2 separate regions of the Mus musculus genome follow, and region 2 is linked to region 1. The links are chromatin contacts, called in public Hi-C maps. All regions are on one chromosome and are shown on one strand. Each heading gives the region's core, a stretch centred on a gene start, on an enhancer-like site or on the middle of the called end of the contact. The rest is flanking DNA. Distances are from core to core; before and after follow the strand shown. Region 1 overlaps Iqschfp (Iqcj and Schip1 fusion protein). Region 2 holds the start of 1110032F04Rik (RIKEN cDNA 1110032F04 gene).

Region 1 (6,871 bases), core at 3,016-5,515:
GACTCCTCTTGGGAGCTCAGGAGTCTGAAACTCCAGAAAGGATGGTCTGGAGTCAGACAGGACAAGCACTGCGATGACCGTGGCCAGACGGTGGGCTCCGCTCTTGGTCCTAACTAGCTTTTAAAGGTGAACCATATCCTCTCAGTACTATTTGGTCATTCTCAGGGTCTCCAGCATCCCAGTCCTGTGGGAAAGTAAGTCTTGTATGTGTGTGTGGGTATGTATGGGGGTGGGGTGCCAGAAGGGGCCATAGGGAGCCATTCTAAGCCCACTTTGGGGCAAAGGACACCAAATTTGCTCTGGTGTTATTCATGCTGCAAGGATCTAATCTAATACTTGACATTGTTTGGTTGTCTTTATCCTAATGATGGAGAAGCTTTGCACGTCTTGCTCATGACTACACTTGCTCCCCCATTTAGTCTCAGCACTGCGATTAAGATGGATATGTACTGCCACCTATTGTTAGACTTTATAATTGTACAAGCTCCGGCTTAGTTTTCCCTTAAAAAACCTTCCTGACACAGATGAGGAGGCCAGGCCCAGAGCTGAAAGGAAGCAGGCCACAGGATGACTGGTTTACAGCGGGTTCCAAACCCTGAGTTTGCTCAGAGCTTGGCATGGGGAGGGTGCTCTGTACATATGACCTACCTTCCTTTCTCCACTTTCTGGAAGCTGGGCAAAAACACAGAGACTCTTAGAGCTGACGTGACTTTCTAAAGGGACTGTACCCTAACACTGCTCCCACACTGAAAGCCACCCCATGATAGTCTGCTGTCTGAAGGAAGACTCACTCACGCCATCCATAACTAGTCAGCAGCTGGCCCTACAGTTGTGCCGGGACCTGCCTCCTTTAAATTTTCTTCACGTATCTTGCGGTATCTAGTATGTTCAGATTTCCCTTTGATCCAGACACGCTGAGTTTAGCAGATTTTTGATATCTGCAGTTCATCTAAAAAGTAGAATCAAGAAATTTTAACAATAAAATCAAGATCTATGGTTCGGAAGGTGATAGCAAGGACAGTCTGGGGACGCATTTGAATCTCACTCCAGTCAAGGGTTATATAGCATTTCCTAGATATGAATAAAGTCTCACAAAGAAGCTGCCTGCTGGAGAGAAAACTAAAAACATAAACAACCAGCAAGAAAGGATATCACAAAACCAAGTTAAAGATGCCCACGGACAAATATCTTCATTCTGAGCAAAAAATGATTATAAATTCTACAGCTCTGCCCCCAACTGGCCAACCACCCACAAGGAACTTCTAACAGCTGGGGGGACTTCAAGAATGCTTCCAGTACAGATTCAGAGCCCCCACCCCACCTTAGTAGCATAGTAGCCCGGTGGGAAACTGAATGAAGCTTGGGTGGGTGGGATGGGGGTGGGGTGGGGGGAGGGCTTGTAATTCCTTACAGCAGTAAGAAAGCTGCTCACAGGGACAATGGGACATCATGGCTGATTAAGAAAGGGTTTTAGTAAAGACATCTTCAATGGGCTCCCATTTCGAGGGGGATTTCTTTGCCTTTAGCCTTTAATCGCATTTTAGGAGGAAGACAGCTCTGGGTGAAACTCAACCACTTTCCCCAAGCAGAGAGGCTTGGCTGAAGGGTGATAGGGCCACCAGGTCTTCTGAAGGCCTCTGTGCCATGGAGTCAAAGAACAGATAATCCCCACTCCCGCCTTCCTGCCTGGCAGTGAGATTCACAGCTGTCTGCACAGTTTATTTCTGAAAAGTGCACTTCCCTGGGTCTCTGACCTTTTGCTACCTCACTTAAATCCTGCTTAGTTCAGTCTTCCTTGGTCTCTCGAGCCCAACACCAGGTGAAATAAAAGATTTTGCTTATGGAAGCTATCATTCGGGGTCATTTGATGTTTTAAAAGAAATTTATTTTGTTTATGTGTGTTTGGGACTATATGAGTGTACACACACAGACACACAGACACACACAGACACACAGACACACACACACAGACACACACACACACACACACACACACACAAGTATGAGTGCTTGTGGAAGCCAGAAGAGTCTGGTCTGAGACATCTCTCTAAGTATTTATCAGAACATTGCGTTAAAAAAAAATGGCACAGGTAGTCTGTCTTGCTGGTTGATTTGATTTCTGGAAGGTCTAGGTGGTGATTACCCCTGGAATCTCTTCATTATGGACCACACAGATGTCATACAGCAGAGCTACACAGAAGCATCCCCTCTAGAGGGGATGGAGGATAGAGGGTGGTTGCTGGAGGAGGCTCAGAACTTGTTGAAGACATGATTTCAGCATTCCAGCGCGAGCAGAAGTGGCTCCCGTGGGATGGTGTGGATTGCTTAAGTGGAAGGGCATGAATGGGGAGACTCAAGAGGTGTGTTTTACAGTGAGTGAGAAGAGCATCGTCTGCAGTTGGGCTTGGAGGATGGCAGACACAGGATGTTCATTGCTACCAAAGGAGATCTTAAAGCATAGCCAATGGTATACAACTCAGTAAGCCAACAAAACCAAAATCCCAAAACAGCTCTTCTTCAGGCAGTGATACCCGTAATCCCACACACAGGAAACAGAGGCAGGAAGGTTGAGAGTTGAGGCCATCCTGGGCTGCATGAGGAGTTGTTGTCTCTAAAGGCTGAGGAATTGGCATAGAGCTCAGGGGTAGAACACTGGCCTATGACAAGCAAGGCCCTGGATCTGACTGCTAGTGCTGAAGGGGTAAAAAGTCCATTTTTTTTTAAAAAATGCAGAAACAAGACTTGTGTTCGCCAGACATAAGCAACGTCATGGTTTTAAGTTTTCTGGTAACTTCCAGGAGGGTGGAAAAGATCATAAGTCAGGCTTGTGGGGCCTGGCGAGATGGCTCAGTGGTTAAGAGCACTGACTGCACTTCTGAAGGTCCTGAGTTCAAACCCCAGCAACGTGGCTCACAACCATCTGTAATGAGATCTGATGCCCTCTTCTGGAGAGTCTTAAGACAGCTACAGTGTACTTACATATAATAAATAAATCTTAAAAAAAAAAAATCAGGCTTGTGTCCTTGGTCTTAGGTTGGGCTGATTAAAGTCTGGTCTGAGGGCAGCTCTGAAAGTTCCTTCTTGTTTTCTAGTTCTAGAAATGAGAATATGGCTTAGGCAATGTATGAATATTTAATGTGTGTGTGTGTGTGTGTGTGTGTGTGCCCGCGCGCACGCACGCACACGCAGTATATGAATCTACACTTGTAGGTCAGAGGAGATTTTTCCTTAACTCTATCCATTTTATTCTTTTGAGACAGGGTCTTTCACTGAACTTGAAGTTTTGGCTAGGCTGTCTGACCAGTGAACTTCAGGATCTACCAGTCTTCATGCCTCCAATCCTGAGGTTAGAGACATTGTTGACATGCCCAACTTTTGTGTGGATCCTAGGGACTTGAACTCGACTCAGGTTCTCACGCTTGCACAGCAAGCATCCTAACTCACTGACCTATCTCTCTGACCCATTTCTAAGATTCTTTTAAGATTCCACACTCTTTCGAGCCTTGACTCTGCCATCACTCTCTGATGGCTCTCCATGTCAGTTCATCTCAGAGCTCAGAACCAAAGCCTAGGAACACATGAGAGCTCTGTTTTAATTTACCAGATCCTACCTGTGTTTGGCAGCATAATTTTACAGGGCTCATGCCTCCTATCATTGTTCATAATTTCAAGGCAACTGTAGGGCCAGGAAACAGAGCAAGAGGGACCTTCCGGATGCCTATGGGTTCCCAGCTTATATTGCTCATTAACTGTCTACAGCCATTGTGGCTCGAGAGCCACAGTCCCGCAGTGCCTTTCATAACTCAACATCCCCAACAGTTTGTGGCTAAGCTGTTAGAATACATTATTTCCATTTATCTGAATGGATCTTTGATGCATTATTCAAAGGCTTTATACATAATGAATAATCACTCATATTTTTCATGCCATTTTTCTGTTTCATATTGATTTCAAAGGGGATAGAGTATCAACTATGGATTATAACTACCCAAGGGTATGTAGAAGTGCTCTTCATTTTTCTGGGACTATGTTGTGATGACTGTGAGGACAACTCAGTTTGGGTGAGCTTTAGCTACACATCATGTGGTATGGTGGTAGGTTACTATTGCTTCGTAGAGAATTATAAAATACTCCTGCAGCCCACAAACTCTGCCTCTTTCTCTTCCCCATTTACTGTGCCTTGTAGATCATTTACCTCAAGAACTACACAAATGCCTACTGCTCTTTTAAAAAATGAGAGAGGAACATGGTTTCTACTTCTCCACATTCGTTACGGATGTAAACACAATGCTACAGCTTCTTCTATTCTCACAAGAGTGTATAACCTTCCTCTTGCTTCGAGGTCTAGTCAAGAAACAGGAAACCACTCTATTGGACTTAAAAAAAAATCATTCTGTCTACTCACCAGCTGCAAATGTTGCTGGTTCAACACATGGCTTCATCACACAAAAGCACCATAAAAGATTTTCCTAAGTATGTATGCAAGATAAGGATTGTTTGATTCCTTCCTTCCTTCCTTCCTTCCTTCCTTCCTTCCTTCCTTCCTTCCAGGAGCAGGCAACAGGCAACACACTTTCTAATTTGCTACAGTCCGACTACGGTCTACTGGTTTTTATTTGGATGCGTTCACTCATTGCAGTTCTTTGTTGGACCATGCAGGCATTTTATGGTGCTTAACCGTTGTTAGTGGAGGCACGGCAGTTGATGGAGGAATAAAACCGAGGTCTTCCGGCAGGTCACAAGTTCTGAGTCATCCGACACTGTGTGTAATTACACACATTGGAAGGGAGCTCAAAAACACTTGGTGAATGCTCCCTATTCCATCAAACACCTTTGCTACCTGGACATTACTAAAGTAAGGTGCCAGCCAGGAATGTTAAAGCAGAGAGCTTCAAATGAAAGGAAGTGGGGCGGGCAGATGGGTGAATCCAGAAGAGAGCCCAGAGGTCCATCCTCCTTTGGAAGTCATGTGGCCAGAAAAGCTAACTGGTATTTCTAACTACGTGCCAAAAAGTGAGTAGTCGGATGGGGGCAACAGGTCACTTTGTGTCTTGTCCTGCCCTGGCTTGCTTGCTTTCTCTTTCTTTCTTTCTTTCTTTCTTTCTTTCTTTCTTTCTTTCTTTCTTTCTTTCTTTCTTTCTTTCTTCCTTTCTTTTCTTTCTTCCTTCCTTCCTTCCTTCCTTCCTTCCTTTCTTTCTTTCTTTCTTTCTTTTCTTTCTTTCTTTCTTTCTTTCTTTCTTTCTTTCTTTCTTTCTTTCTTTCTTTCTTTCTTTCTTTCTTTCTATACGTCTGACCTGGCATCTTAAGAGAAGAGGAAATAGCACTACAGGCAGTGGGCCTGTGAACAGCTGTGCCTGGGTTTTCTTCTCTATAGCAAATACACAGTCCCCATTTCTGCTCTAAGGCTAGTTCTCAATTCTTCTTTCTGTACGTGTTCAGCGCTCAGCTGACAGGCTTCCAAGACCTCATGGCCATACAGTCTCTGTGACTAAGCAGCCAGTAGGTAGGTCGGCCACCCACGAGCTTTCCTCTGGAGAAGTGTCAGCCCGCTTCCTAACCTGGGCTCCAGAGAGCTATAAATACTTGCATTCCTCAGACAGCTGTTGGTTCTCATTCCACATCAGTGCCAATTTCTTTCACTGATGACCACTTCCCTGTAATTGAATTCGGAATTACAGGATTTTAATGTCTGCAAAATGTATTTTCAAGAGGAATACTCTTCAGTATGAATGGAAGGCAAGAACGAGCCCTCTTAGGATAGTAGGCATAAGATAGCTAGAGGTCAAATGTGATCTATTTTCATCTTAATTGAGTTCTGACGATTTCCAAGCAGCCTACTTATGAAATAAAAAGTTGCCGTCTGATAGCATCCGTTGTGTGCCAGGCACTTTGCCCACCTTACTTATGAGTGGGGACCTTGCTTTATGTAGGAAAAACAAAGTCCCAGACAGGTACAACTGCACAAAGTCACAGTGGTATGTGTCCTCCCTCCTGAGGGGCTAGGACACTTTCAGAAGGGTAAAATGAATTCATAAATGAGAATAAAAGAGAAGATGAAAACACAAGCAAAATAAAACCAAAACGAAACAAAAATCTGGAAACTAAAATGCTTAAGAATAAAAGATGAAATATGATGAGTTACTCAGCTAGCAAACGCACAGGTATGCACACACACACACACACACACACACACATTGGAATAGCTGAGAAAATGGCTGAAATGGCCTGATACAGTCTTAAGTAAAAAAAGGGTCAACAAAGAGTAGCTGCAGTGTGACTCCAATTTTATGCATAAAAATGCCAGCTCAATAGCTCGGCAGGAAAGGTCCCCTTCTGCTGCGCCTGATGAGCTAATTTCAATCCCAGGGCTCACCATAACGGAAAGAGCCGACTCAAGTTGTCTTCTGACCTTTGCGCATGTGCCGTGGCACACATGTGCTCCCTACCCCACAAAAATAGAGAAAATGAGTAATCTCAAATGTTTAGGTAAGATGGGAAGAAACAGACTTAAACAGTTCTTGGTGGAAGGCATCAAGTTGACTTTAGACTCGTCTCCCTCGAATGCCTCTGAGTTGTCATGTGTGGGCACTTGGTAAGAACTAGACAAGGCAAAGGAGAGAGGATGAGAGTTGGCGGTAGAGCCTGTGCGTTGGAGGGAAGGTGAGTGGGGCTCAGTGTTCGACAGCTGCCATCTGACTCAGACCGCACCGAAGCGGGAGTGTGACTCACACCCGAATCAGCCTGAGCTCTGCCTTTGGCACGTTGCTGTGGACAGTGGGAGATGAACCGTAGGCAGCTGGGAACCCGCCTCCCTGTGGGTGAACAGTTCCGTGGACAAGCTCTCCCACTCACCCCCAGACATCTCTCCTGA
Region 2 (7,245 bases), core at 472-2,971, 260 kb before region 1:
AATGAAATGATGTCCAACACTGTATTAAACAGTGACAGCACGTGGGCGATTTCTTGACAGTAACTGGCCTAAAACAAAACTGATTATCTTGTCAATTTGTTGAACTGTCTAATGCATGACAAAATATAAAAATAAAGGACAAAGATAAACAGTCTACATACTGAAAAATCAAAGTCCGCTGGTACCACATTACAAATACGGTCTGGACATCTTGAACAGATGCAGCCACTAAGCCATCCATCATGGTACCCCTTCCCCAACAAAACTGTGAGCCAGGAAGACACCAAAGGGTTTTCTGGGTCCTTTTCAAGGGATCGCATCACAGTCAAGCGCTGCTTCTACAGACTGCATGCAGCAGTCACTGGTCGTGGTCCAGAGCCAAAGGCTCCTCACCATTATGTCCTGGGAGACCGTGACCGGTCCAAGCAGGAGAGCAAGGAATGGACCTATGCTCCTTCCCTTTTAACAACAGTAAAGCAAGCCGCTGGTCTCTAAACACACCAAACGGTTTACCTGTTCTTTTGGATTGGAGAAGCAGGCACTTACAGTGAACACAAGGGGAGGCATGGCAGAGGGCGGGGACGACCGTCCAAGAAGAGCTGGGGGCTAGTCCTAAGCCATTGCCCCGCCGAGCTGCCCAGCCTTGAGCCCAAAGAAACATAGAAAACCACAGATTCCCCGGGAAGCGAGAGGGAGGGGACTGACCCCAACCCAGGCGCGGGGCTACAGGTTGTACGGGGATGCTAGGTGTGGTCAGAGGCAGTCAGTGGCGGCCGCCAACACACCAGCTGTTGCGTGCCACCCGCAGCCCCCAACCTTGTAGGATCCGGGCGATCCCCATGAGGCTCCCTGAACTCAGATGAGCGGGAAACGGACCTGGCCGCCGTCGGAGTCCCCGGCACTGCCGCCTCGCGGGCGGCCGAGCACCGACACGGGCAGCACGACCTCCGCTGGGCTGAGCTGCTGCAGCCGCATGGACTCCTCATAGGTGGGCAGGTACTTGACCTCCTCGTAGCTGGGCAGCTGGAGAAACACCGGTGACACCACGTGCAGCTCGTGCTCCGAAACGCAGGAGGGAGGCAGGCGTCCGCCACTTCCTCGGCCCCGACCACCGCCACTATCCAACAGTGAGTCCTGCGAGCCCGCGGCCACCTCGTCGCGCAGCAGAGCGGGCGAGTCGTCGTCGTCGTCGGGTGGCCCCGCCGTCCCCGGCGGTCCCGCACCCCCGGGAGGCCCGGGTCGTGCCTGGCCAGGTCGCGCCTGGCCACGCGGGTACCTGCGTGGGCTGGGGCAGATGATGCGCTGCAGGAAGTAGCCGATGGCGAAGAGCACCAGCAGGATGAGCAGCCCAGAGAGCTTGCGGACGAACCAGCCCACGTTGTCCAGAAAGGCGTGGAGCGGCAGCTTGCAGCAGCGCACGGCCGTGGCGTTGGCCGAGTCGCAGCAGCGCTCCCGCTCACCGCACGCCAGCTCCGCGCAGCCCCCGCCGCCCCGCGAGGGCGCCACCAACGCCAGCGCCAACAGCAGCAGCAGCGGCAGCAGCGGCGGTGGCGCTGGAGCCACCGACAGGCCCTCGGCGGTGACCCCGGGACCCCACATGGCCGGCGCAGATCTCCGCTGGCGTCCGGGACCGCGAGGCTCGGAGCTCCGTCTGGCCCCGGCGCTGCGATGGGTCCCGCGCGCGCCGCCTCCCGCGCCCCGGCTACCTGCGGCCCGAGCGGTGCTCACTTGGCCACGCTGGGGCGGGAGGAGGAGCCCGGGGCGCGCCGAGGCTGCGGGAGGCGGCTGCTGCTCACCGCTGTCGCCGCCTCGGGAGCCTGTGACCTCGAGCCGTAGCGCCTGGGCGCCAGGGTCCCGGGAGAAGCGTGCGGAGCCGCGGAGATGAACAGAGCCGGCCTGCGCTGGGTCTCTCTGGGCATCTCGGCCGTTGCCCGCCGCGCTCTTCTTCCGGCACCTGGGTACCCCGCGGCGCTGGAAGGGTTAAGGCTGAGCTCTCAGCCCCGGAGCCCCTTGATCTTGATTAATTCAGCCGGCGCGCTCTTCCTCGCCAGACGGGCGGGGCGCGCTCTCTCACTAGCGTAGGTGTCTCAGTTTTAAGTGATTGGATTTCCCCGGGAATATTATTTAAATTGACTCGGACCGGGTTCCGCTTACCATCTTTCTTGTGATCTTTCTGATTAAAAATGAATGATGGCCATTAATGGCCAGTGCAGCCCCATTGCTGCCCTAAGGTTCTAGGGTGGGAATTGCTGGATAGTTCTGCTGACAGGTAGGTCCAGGTTGTTGGGGAGCGCGGACCCTAAGAAACTCCAGAACAGGTAAGAATTCTTTGGAGAGGCTCAAGTTACAGCCACAGAGGTAGCCCCAGAGGGACCGAGAAGCACTCTGTTGAGGTGACCCTGCTCACCAAGGAGAAGAAAGAAGACCTTTAGTTCTCAGAGACTCACCTGACCCAGCCCTCGGCTTTCCTGTACTCAAAGAGGACAGCAGAATTGTGGGGTGCAGGGGCTCCCTCCTGCAGCATAAATAGCCTATGTAGGAAGGCGGAGGGGAGCAGTAAGTGGTTGGCCAAGTTCCTGAGCGCGATCTGAAGGTCTTTTTCAAGGTTATTCTTGTTTGCAAAATCTGACTTTAAAGGAAACAAGTACTTTGTTTCCAAATAGTACTTGGGTCCGTTTCCCTTCATGTCACCCACCCCTGGAGGAAAGCTCAGCGCATCCAGACCCTTTGGGCATATATCTGTTGGGTGGTGGAGCCCCTGAGAAAGCTGCTTTGGTTGAGGCAGTATAAAACAGACACACTTACACAGAAGGACTCACTGACGAGGAAAACTAATAGGGAATTTTCAAGGTTGGTGTGAGAAAATAAGTAAAAGGACATACAGTGCCCGAACAGACTCAGCTATGACCCAGGCTTTCTCTTCTGAAGAGAGGAGGAGAGCAAGCAGAATGGGGTGGGGTTAATGGAGGTCAACCATGGGCCAGCTTAAGTGCAAAGTCTTCTGGTTCTTCTTTTGGTGGGAACACCATGCTTTGCTTGAACTTCAAAACGACGATGCTTTCTCTTCTAGGAGAAGTGTCTGTGAAACCTCCCTAAGCCCAGGCGTTTGCTAAGTTCTTGTGAAGCCAAAGCATTCTCTGGCTGTGCTCTGCGGGAAGGACTGAGGCCTAGTCCATAAAGCTTAAATCGACAATGCTTTCAAGCTATAGCCAGATAGGGGAATGTCAGAGTCAAGAGATTGACTCTGATAAAGTGCCTGTTGTATTATTTTCAGTCTCCCCCATTCCTTTCCCGAATTTACATTGAGAATGTATACTGAGTATGTTCTGTATTTGGGGAATCCTGCTAATTGATGAATAAATAATAGCCTCCCAAGAGTGGGGTGACCCCAGTTCTGCATACCAGTTTCAACTGATCAGAGAGAACAAATGCCAAATGTCTTCCTTCTTCATAACTTGCCCTAAGCTAAGATAAAAATTGATGTGTTTAATAGTCTCAGGCTAAGGGAAGCTCATGGCTTGATATGCCATGAGAGAAGTGCAGGGTCTCCTTGGGTTTTTAGAATTAGGGGTCCTAGGATTTCTGCCAGTCCTAGCAGAAGCAATGGCAGAAGGAAAGGGAGGGGGGACTCTGTGATTGATGAAAAGAGGAGGGCGGCCTGCTGGGTGGTGTCTTGAAATTTGAAACAAAGGCATTAAAATTTTAAATTACACTTTATATATTTATTGGGGGGGAATTATCTTCTTCCCCCATGGAAGTCCCAGGAATCAGACTCATGTCTCTGGCCTTGGCAGTGGTCACTTTTACAGTTCCAGGCATCTCACTGGACCCTAAACAATGACGTTTAACCTGTTTCGCTTCTGTCTTCTTTTAGTGAGTTAGAATTTGTTGGCAGATCTTTAGGACACAGTTAAAGAACACAGGCCTTGTATAAAATGAAATACTGAGAAGCCTTGCTTCCATGAAAGCAAAGGAAAGTGAGTATAGAACGGAGTTTTTATTTTTGTTTTCCAAACTGGTAGTCCCAAAGTGTCATCTCTTAGACCCCTCTGCAGACACTCTTGAGTCTCGGGGCCCTTGGTTTCACCTAATCCATCTTTATTTGCAGACTAATGCATTGTGTGCAGCTTTCCGAAGGGAAGAAGAGCAATCCGAGTGCTCCACGTTGCTGCGTTCATTCCTCAGATGCCTTTGCTTATATCTAACTTGCAAATGAGTAGGACAGGAAGACAGAAGTTAATCACATGTCTCATAGGAGTTTCATAGGAAAAAGTGCATTTTGTTAAAATTTGCACTAGATTGTGCTAATAAGTACACGGGGGTGGGGGAAGATAGTGAAAGGTGACTGACTTTGATCTAAAATGCATGCTTTGTTGGAATACAGTTTGGTAAAAATAAAGAACATTACGAGCTGGGGAAGGAACTGGGTTTGGATCCCTGGCAGCCATATAAAAAGCTGGGTGGGTCAGCACAGATCTGAGGAGGTGAAGAAAGCCAGGTCCTGCAAGCTTGCTAGGATCAGTGAGCTCTAAGTTTTGAAAAAGACTCTCGAAAAATAAGGTAGCTGTCAACTAAAAAGACACCTGATATCAACCTCTGGTTTACACGCGCGCGCGCACACACACACACACACACACACACACACACACACACACACACTTAAGAACATGAGCTGAGCTGCTCATAGTGACAGATGTGTTCCTGACAGCTTGAGATAAACCAAGTGGATCCATCATGAATCCATCATGCATAGCGCATCACACGAGAACGGAAGGTCATTTCCTCTCATGTGTGCTGCCCAGGGTTTCTTGCCTTCAGGCCTGAGAAACAACAACCCTAACCTTTTCACATCCCTTCTTCAAAATGTCTAGGCATGGGCAGTTTGGAACATGTAAACAATCCGGACTGTAAGAAGCACTCAGGGTGTGCAGCATGGCCCTTCCTATTGACATCTCATTACTATAATTGATTTATTAAATACCCTCCTTTTGTGGCTTTCCTTCACTTGTAATAAGTCTTCCCTGAATAACAGTTAAGGGTTTTGTAAATATTTGCATGAATGTGCCTTCCTAGAAATGACTTGTGACCCGAGATAATCTGCTTTGGGTTTGTTTGGGGTTTTAATATCATATTTCTCCCCTTCCTCCTTCAATAAATATTTAATGTGGGCCCTTATCTGAGTTAAGTACTCGGTCCCACTCTGGGGATGTTATGAAATCAAGCCTTTCTCTGTCCTCGGGGAGTTTACTAAGAGGGTTTAGGATGCAACAGAAAAACAGTCAAAATAATGAAACGATTTGCCATCGATGAATGCTTATGGAAAAGTTCACTATGCAAAGCTTTCACCTTGGCCTGCCATGGGGATGATACTGGCTTAGAAGATCTTTCTAGAAAAAATATCTCTGTAAAACAGAACAAAAAATAGGAGGCAGAGATCTTTTGGGCAAAGGAAAGTTTATAACGCTAAGTCTCCAGAGTGGCATGGTTCTTCATCTAACTTCTCTAGTGTTCGGAAAAAGCAGTGTCACTTGGACTGCAAGAGTTGCTGCTATAGACAGGCTTTCAGTAACTAAACCACCCCTACAGTTAGACCGTCTCAAAGTCAACCTTCTTCCACCCAGTGGTCTAGGTGGTGATGGTTATCGTTAGTTCTCTTAGAGACCAGGAAAGAGATGGTAGGGTTTCCTGTTCTTCCAGTCTTCCTGTCTTGACTGGAGCATTATTCAGAATTCCTCTTTCAACATGGTGAACTCCCGACTAGTCAGCAAAAGGCTTCTTCAAACTACATGCTAGGAGAAAGATCGAAGTAAGATGTCCTGACTTTTTTTGTTTAAACTATGTGCAAAAGGAAATGGAGTGCTTGCCCCAGGACGGAGATTGAAATTTTCAGGCCCTTATGAACATAAGGGCCTCACTCTGTAGCCATAGGCGGGCCTTGAATTCACATTTGTATTGCTTTTATAATTTCTCAGAGAGCTTTCATGAACACTATTTCTTTTCTCCTTATCTGATGCCTATAAGATAGGTATGTTACTATTATCCTTTTACAAGCCAGCATATGTTAAAACACCTGAGTTGGGTTGGGGATGTAGCTCACTGGGAGAGTACTTGTTTAGCATGTGCAAGGCCCAGGATTCAGTCCCTAGCACCGGAGACAGAGAGATGGCCAGACCTGCACCTGAATCACAAAATAACCTAGAGACAGCACTGAAAGCAGACCCAAGGTCTATCGATCAAAGTCTAACTTGAAAGGCTAAGTGGGCAGCTCACCTCCTATTGTGTTAGACTAGTGCAGGGAGGGACATTATTCTTCATTTTGACAGCTCTTGGAGCATGGAAGAGGTAAATAATAAGACTAATGAGGAAGGTGGGCATAGTGTCCTTTAATTCCAGCACTTGGGAGGCAGAGGCACGTGGATCTCTTGAATTCAAGCCAGCCTGATCTACAGAGCAAGTTGTACGATAACCAGAGCTACACAGAGAAACCCCTTCTCAAAAAAAAAAAAAAAAAAAAAAAAAAAAAAAAAAAAAAAAGAAAGAAAGAAAGAAAGAAAGAAAGAAAATAAAAGAAAGAGAAAAAAGAATTGTTTATGAGGTTGAGGCTGGAATAAAATATAAAGCTCTTTGAAGAAATAAAAATTTTTCAATAATTTGTTTTGTGTGTTTTTATTTTACGGGTTTTGCCTGCATGTACGTCTGTGAGGATATCAGATCTTAGGGTTACAGACAGTTGTGAGCTGCCATGTGGATGCTGGGAATCAAACTCAGGTCGTCTAGAAGAGCAGTCAGAACTCTTAACTGTTGAGCCATTTTTCCAGCCCTGAGACAGAACTTTTATGTCTGTCTGTCTGTCTGTCTGTCTGTCATTTGGTGGCCACTTTTAGTAAGTAACCCATTGTTGATGCTTTAGGTAATAATAAGACATAACAGCTGTTTTTGTTTGTATTTCTGCAAACAAGTTCTCTCCTCCATTACAATTAATTCTTACCAATGAATCAAATCACCTAATGCTGATAAACAAGAAATTCTATATACTTTTGATAAGGACAGATTGATTGGGTTGTAAAACAGATGAACATACAATGTTATTACCAATGACTTACAGTTCTATATATGTTATTTATTTTTGTTGCAGGGATTGAACCTAAGGCTTTGCACAAGTTAGGCGAGCACGCTACTTCTGAAGTAAACCACCAGCCCTGAATGTTTTAGAAAAAGGTTTATTTACTTATTTGTGTGTGTGTG

The links. Hi-C and Micro-C count contacts between places; a contact is called where the count stands out from the background.
Region 2: a Hi-C map of pre-B cells shows a contact between it and region 1, with 1.8 times the contacts expected there. The contact joins the promoter of 1110032F04Rik here to the enhancer-like site in region 1. A contact is called at or near these places in 5 of 39 promoter capture datasets (the C10 cell line, hematopoietic stem and progenitor cells, pre-B cells and 1 more), 1 of 15 datasets of contacts at CTCF or cohesin (large pre-B cells), 7 of 484 Hi-C or Micro-C datasets (B cells, LSK cells, Sertoli cells and 4 more) and 2 of 115 datasets of contacts at active chromatin or transcription factors (embryonic limb bud and embryonic stem cells).

Annotation. Positions count from the first base shown.
Region 1 is chr3:68,608,870-68,615,740 of GRCm38.p6, reverse strand. All of the region lies in intron 6 of Iqschfp (Iqcj and Schip1 fusion protein), which reads right to left. The region is part of intron 3 of Schip1 (schwannomin interacting protein 1); the gene reads right to left. Among named protein-coding and RNA genes, the nearest start is that of Gm22073, 65 kb to the right of the region's middle. Within about 2 kb of position 4,265, at least 40 of the 459 cell types and tissues checked have an H3K27ac peak or open chromatin away from gene starts, as enhancers often do. A contact at or near this core is called in B cells, LSK cells and pre-B cells, where this site is marked.
Region 2 is chr3:68,864,062-68,871,306 of GRCm38.p6, reverse strand. It overlaps 1110032F04Rik (RIKEN cDNA 1110032F04 gene), which reads right to left and starts at 1,721. Exons shown (of 1, transcript NM_001167996.1): 1 at 1-1,721. The coding sequence starts at 1,599. The coding sequence ends at 856.